Regions from separate parts of the Mus musculus genome. Here region 1 is linked to region 2. Evidence: chromatin contacts called from public HiChIP or PLAC-seq data. All regions are on one chromosome and are shown on one strand. The core of a region is the stretch at or near the end of the contact, and the rest is flanking DNA. Distances in the headings are between cores, read along the strand shown.

Region 1 (2,700 bases), core at 24-2,523, 1.1 Mb before region 2:
TTATCTTATATGTATATTTATTTATATATGTATATATTTATTTATATACTTTTAACCTTTAACTAAATCGATAGTCTCCTGCTCTAGCATTCATTGAGTCCCTATAGGAGGCATTAAACTCAGTCTTTAGGCCACGCCTGGGTTTTGGCACACAGTATGGAGGGCGGGCAGAGGGTTGTGTCTCTATGGAAGGGTACTTGGCCAGAGGTAAGTGACTATTGTTGGGAAATAAGCAGCCCAATTCTCGCTGCTCATTAGGGGACACCTTCCTGAATGCAGCAAACCAATTGAAAATGGAGGGAGGGTGACGATTCTTGTGGAGCCCTTTGAAGGTGACTAAGTGTCTGAGATGGCTGGAGTTGGGTGGAGAACTAGGGTCATTATCAAGTGGCTTCCTAAGGTCCCACAGTCAACCTTGGCTTCTGTCCTGGAGCTTATAGACGTGCATCAGAGTCCCCCCATGGAGACCACTGCTCAGAAGATAAATGCGTACACGAATCCTACCACCCCTTTCTCTAGGACCGCCTCTCTTGTACCGCACATGGGAAGTCTTGGAGCCCAAGGCTTTCAGATTCAGAGCACCAATGATTAAGAGTCTCCTAAAATCTAAGAAAATCGGGAGGTAAACTGCTGTTACCTTGGTTAGTTAGTGTGTATACAAAATCTTTCAAAAAGTAGTAGTTTTGTAGGTAACTAACACGTCCTCTCGAAAAGAAGTCACCTGTCAGATGTTGAGACGGAAACAAGGTAATTTTTTTTTTTTTTTAACAGTGGATCAAAAATACCAGGGTTCGGACAGCAATTCATAACACAGTGGTGTTTTTTTTTTTTTTTTTCAGCGTGGCGAGAATGGAAAGGTTTCTTCTCAGAGTGTGTGCTCATCTCTGCAGCGGGTCGGACAATGATGGCAGAGCAGGGGGCTGGGGATGAAGTCCGCACCTCTGCAGCGACTGCGCTGCAGGTCTGAGTCCATCTGTGCTCTTCACATGCGCATTCCTCTGTTTCCCGGCCAGGATTGTTCTCAGACCACTTTACCATATTGATAACATCTGTCCAGTTCATCTAGGAGGGGCTGAGCTGGCAAAACAAAACAAAACAAAACAACCCAAAACATCACCTGGCTCTTGGTGGTGGTGTTGAGTCTTGTTCATGGAAGAGTATAGAAACTGAAGTCAAGGCCAGTAGGAAAAGAAGTTCCTGGCTATTATGTTCTGTTTCTGTGCCCTTCTGTATCTCTTGTTTTGACCTCCTGCCTAGGCAGAACAGGACTCCAAAACAAACATCCCTCCTTGTACTGGTCTATCTCTGCCAGCTTCCTTCATGGGGGTGGGGGGGCACAGCACACCGAGGCACAGATCCCAAAAGACAATACACATTCGTCTTAGACCTCTAAGCTCACAGATGCCAGAGGGGGTGTGTCACCAACCCTCACATTACACCTGCCTTCAAGGGAGGTAGGAACAGTAACACTAATGCCACGTCATGGAAGAGAAAACAGGAACCTGACTCAGGGCATGTTACTAGCAGTTGCATTCATCAGTTCCGGCAGCTTGGCTGGGCCTCGGGGCTCCTGGTGCCTTCTTCTTGATATCTTCTTAGCTTCCAGCTGCCACTCTGTGTAGAGGCTCTTAGCCTGACTGGGAAGTTCACCGCCTCCAGTTTGTTCCCCTTGATCACAGGAGGTACACGGAGCAGAGGCACAGGGATGCTTTCCACTGATGTGGTGTGCTCAACTCACAGCAGGATGTGGCACAAAGTTCACTCCTCACCATGGTAGCTGAGGCCAGAGCTAACTGGAGGCCATCATGGTCTTGATCTTTTAAGTCCATTTCCTGGCTTTAGAAGCTCAGGTTCGATCCAAACCTACTTAGAAGTATAAATGGTGAGTGAGTGAAACTAAGAACTCCTTCAGAACGTCCAGCGAATGCAGTTTGAAAACTATATAAAAAAAAATGATAGCGGTAACCATGAAGGTGGTGATACGTTAAATTTGCAGTAAGAATATGAAAGATGCCCAAGACTGGAGGAGAAAATGTCTGGGCAATGAGTGTGCAGGAAAGCATGTGACTTGGGGAAGTGTGTCTGTGCCCTGGGCTTCAAGTCTGAGGCCAGTGGGCTGAACATGGGGCTTAGGTGTCTTCTTATTGCTCCAGACAGCCAGTTTCCTTCAAGATGCAGCCCCTCAGGGGATTGCTGCCCCCGCCTCTCCAGCCTCTGAGGGAGTTCCTGTCATCAACAGGCACAATCCTGCTGACGTGTCAGCCTGAGTCTCTCTGACAAGCTATTTATTTGTCAGCTTCTGTCCATGTGGACGTCCTGTCCTGGAGCTGTGGTCAGAGAACCCTGAGCAAGATGACTGACAACATGATGAAAGCAGCCGAAATCTGACCTTCATACTCTCCGGAGGGTGACTGGCTTCCAGCCCATCAGAAACACAGGAAGGCTGGCTCACTCCTGATTATCTCACAATCAACTGCAAAGTCCAGTCTACGCCACTCTCCTTTCACCCCATCTCTGCTGCCAAAAAGTTCTGGACCAAGGCTGAATGTGACAGTGCATGTCTGTAATCCCAGCACCCAGAAGAAAGAGGCAGGGCAATTGCACAATTGAGGCTAGCCTGTACTACACACAGTGAGACTCTGAAAACACACACACAAAAATGTTTAGCCCAAACCAGACAGTTGTTTCTAAGGCAGGGAG
Region 2 (3,025 bases), core at 271-2,770:
GGCACTGAGCCAACCAATAAACATCCTGGGGCTCCTCTGAGGGGCAAAATTACACAAGTGGTCAGAGGCTCATGGGGAGCTTTCTAGAGATTAATTAGGGGAAATAAATTGCATGTCACTCACCATGAGAGAGTGAAGCTACCTTGTCTGCCCAAAACAGAGCACTTTGATACTGTTGCTGCATACAAAAAGCAAACACAGGGTGACTGCTGTTGCCCCCACAGTCGACTAATATAAATCCACACACCAAATCCACCACTCACTACAACACGTTCTTAGATGTAGCACGGGGCCCACCAATCACCTGTATTTTACAGCTCAGCTAGTGTGAGTTTTAGGTCGTCATTACCGTAAGAACTTCATATATACAATTCAAGATAGCAGTTTAACTCATACACTACCAAAAATGTATCAGCTAGTATCTAAAACAGTGCATAAGCGATTGAAATGCAGTCATCTAGAACTTCTGATACTGACATTTATGTAATAACACTTCCCACAAGCTCAAATGAATCCTAAAGTAGCATCTAGCAGAGCACTAGATTCAAATATTTCACAATTAAACCCATAACCCTTAACAGTCACTGGTCATGGGCAATGTCGCCCCCTGTAGTCAACTCTAACAACACTTAATCTGACAGCGGAAAGACACTCAGGAATCTGTCCTGGTTAGTGCTGATCCCTAGCTCTTACTGCCTCTGCCTCAGTTCCTCAGGATATAGTCAGAACAGGGTAGCCCAATGAGTAGCCAGGAGAAAGTCTTATGGACCCGAGAATCTGCTCTGAACAGATGCCCCCAGAGTGAAAAAAGAGGCCCACATTGTCCTCTCTACATCTCAGTGCCAAAGAAAATAATCACAAACCGACTGCCCCTTAGCACGCAGCCTTCCAGCGAAGTGCAAACCTCTGGCTCATTCACTTAGCATCTCTTCCGTTTCCCATTTATCGGGAGAGCAAGCATTTTAGCAAAAAACCAAATGACATGACAATGACGTGGACCCCAGAGACACCCCTTCCCTCGAATAGTCCCGGCTTGTCCACTCGAGAGCAGCGCGGAGGCTGAAGATCCAGCACGGGGTATTGTTTCCAGTCCTAACTGGAGACAGCTAGCTTGTCTTCCCAAGTATTCTGTCCAATAAGAAACACAACTAAATCCTCCCAAATGTCCTACGGTCCGGCCAGATTCCAAGGTCCCAGTGCAGCCGTCCCAGCCCAGCCCAGCCCTGCTCCCGCAGTCCACGCAGGATCGGAGCCATCGGGGCCGCGCTCCCCGCCGGGCCCCACCGCCCCGAAGCCCAGCGTCCGGCCCCCCGCCGCGCACCTGGTCCAGGTACTGCCGGACGCGTTTGCGCAGCGGCTCCAGGTTCATGGCCGCGAGGCCAGGGCAGGCACCCGACGCCCTCTCGAGCCTCCGCGCGCCCCCGGGGTGTCGAGGGACCCAAGCCCGCCGACCACCGCCCGGACCAGACCCCGCGCGCCACACGGCACTTCCGCTCCGACAGGCCCTACCCCGGAAGTCCCGTGCAAAAGCGTTCCCCCCGTCGGGTGTGTGCCCACTCTAATGGTTCCGTGGCGATCTTGGGCGCCAGCTCCTAGTCCTAACCTGTTCGCCTTTGTCCGGGAGGGAAAAGGGATCTAGCGGGACTCCGTGCCTTCCGGGAGTGGAAGAGACGCTTCTATAGCTACCCTTCTCCCTACCGGATATTTTTAAGATCGAATTTTTCTCTCTACAGTCCTGGGTGGTCCAGAGCTGTCCCTGGGTACCAGACTGGCCTCTTACTTTCAGACTCCTACACACACACACACACACACACACACACACACACACACAAACACACCTCCTTGGGTGCTGGAAATAAAGAGGTCCATCACCACACAGGGTATTTTGTGTTCTTAAAATTCCATTCTGTGCACTGTGCAGCCTTTTGAAAGTATAGAGACTGGTACCACTCAAATGTTCTGCTCTCACCCCTGTGAGCAGTTGGCTGCATCCTTTTCTGTGAATGACACATATGTATGACAGGGTAATATTTTAAGGACACACACACTTTTCCTGTCTTCTCCATTTGTAGGTAGTGATCCAACCGTACTTATTGACTTGAAGCGGGTGTGTGGTAAGGCATAGTTGACCATATTTACGGCTGTTTTCATTCATTTTACGAATAGAATTGTTTTATAAAGGAAATTTGTGCTGTCACCACAGATGGTAAACATCAAAGACAGGAATTTAATCTTTAAGTCAGATGTTATTCAGAGAGCTAGTTATCTGAGAAAGAAGCGGATTAACATTCTAACACCCCGTCTTTTTATCTCATCTCCAGCCAAGAAAACCTTATAAAGAGCAAACAAAGGCAATTATTCCAAAGTTTAATACTGCCTCTGGTCAAGGGTCAGCCTTACTCCTGAGATTATACTGGTTTGTGTCTCCGTATGTCTCCTGCACTTCTTCCTGTTATTGCTCTGTGCAGCTGGGTTTGCACCGTCCCAGGCTGCCGAGACCTTCATTGTTCCTGGAGAGACACTTGGGACAAACAAACGATTAGCAGTGTGTATGTGTTGAGCTATTTGCAGAATGCATTGCAGGTTTCTTTACGACAGTACGAAGCACAAGTGTATGCTTGCAGAATATTAAGGAGCCCCATCTGCCTCTCCTGTCTGCAGTGAATTTTCCTGAATTGTCTTGAGTTTCCCATGATCTCTCTGTAAAGCCTACAACAACACTATGGAGTTCCTCTTTTCCTTTGTCTTCCCAGATGTAGCGACTACAACATATCCTACCTAGCATATCCTACCTAACATATCCTACCTAGCATATCCTCCTCTGCATCCTTTCTGTACTTTGTCTGTGTGTGTAATTACAAATATATCTCCTCTTCTACAAGCAAGCTGAGAGGTACAATATTTCATTCTGAGACGTGCTTGGCTCACGAGGATACTTTAAATGCTTTTCTTCATCGGAAGCCACCTTGTTCTTTGCGATGTTTTATAGAGTTCTCCAGTCTGTGGCGGTAGGTCCCATGTGACA

What was found. HiChIP or PLAC-seq counts read pairs in DNA pulled down with a chosen protein or histone mark.
Region 1: an H3K4me3 HiChIP or PLAC-seq map of bone marrow-derived macrophages shows a contact between it and region 2, with 7 times the contacts expected there. The contact joins the enhancer-like site here to the promoter of Cdc16 in region 2. A contact is called at or near these places in 7 of 39 promoter capture datasets (the 3T3-L1 cell line, the C10 cell line, cranial neural crest and 3 more), 3 of 15 datasets of contacts at CTCF or cohesin (embryonic stem cells, large pre-B cells and pro-B cells), 8 of 484 Hi-C or Micro-C datasets (B cells, the G1E-ER4 cell line, the HPC-7 cell line and 5 more), 7 of 115 datasets of contacts at active chromatin or transcription factors (the NIH/3T3 cell line, T-cell acute lymphoblastic leukemia, bone marrow-derived macrophages and 4 more) and 1 of 9 other capture datasets (embryonic stem cells).

The regions. Positions count from the first base shown.
Region 1 is chr8:14,850,299-14,852,998 of GRCm38.p6, reverse strand. It overlaps a transcript of Dlgap2 not described here. Among named protein-coding and RNA genes, the nearest start is that of Cln8, 37 kb to the left of the region's middle. Within about 2 kb of position 1,273, at least 26 of the 459 cell types and tissues checked have an H3K27ac peak or open chromatin away from gene starts, as enhancers often do. A contact at or near this core is called in T-cell acute lymphoblastic leukemia, bone marrow-derived macrophages and liver, where this site is marked.
Region 2 is chr8:13,756,151-13,759,175 of GRCm38.p6, reverse strand. Cdc16 (CDC16 cell division cycle 16) reads right to left here and starts at 1,520. Exons shown (of 18, transcript NM_027276.3): 1 at 1,322-1,520; 2 at 124-178; 3 at 1-36. The coding sequence starts at 1,369. All of the region lies in intron 1 of Gm46032 (a long non-coding RNA gene), which reads left to right.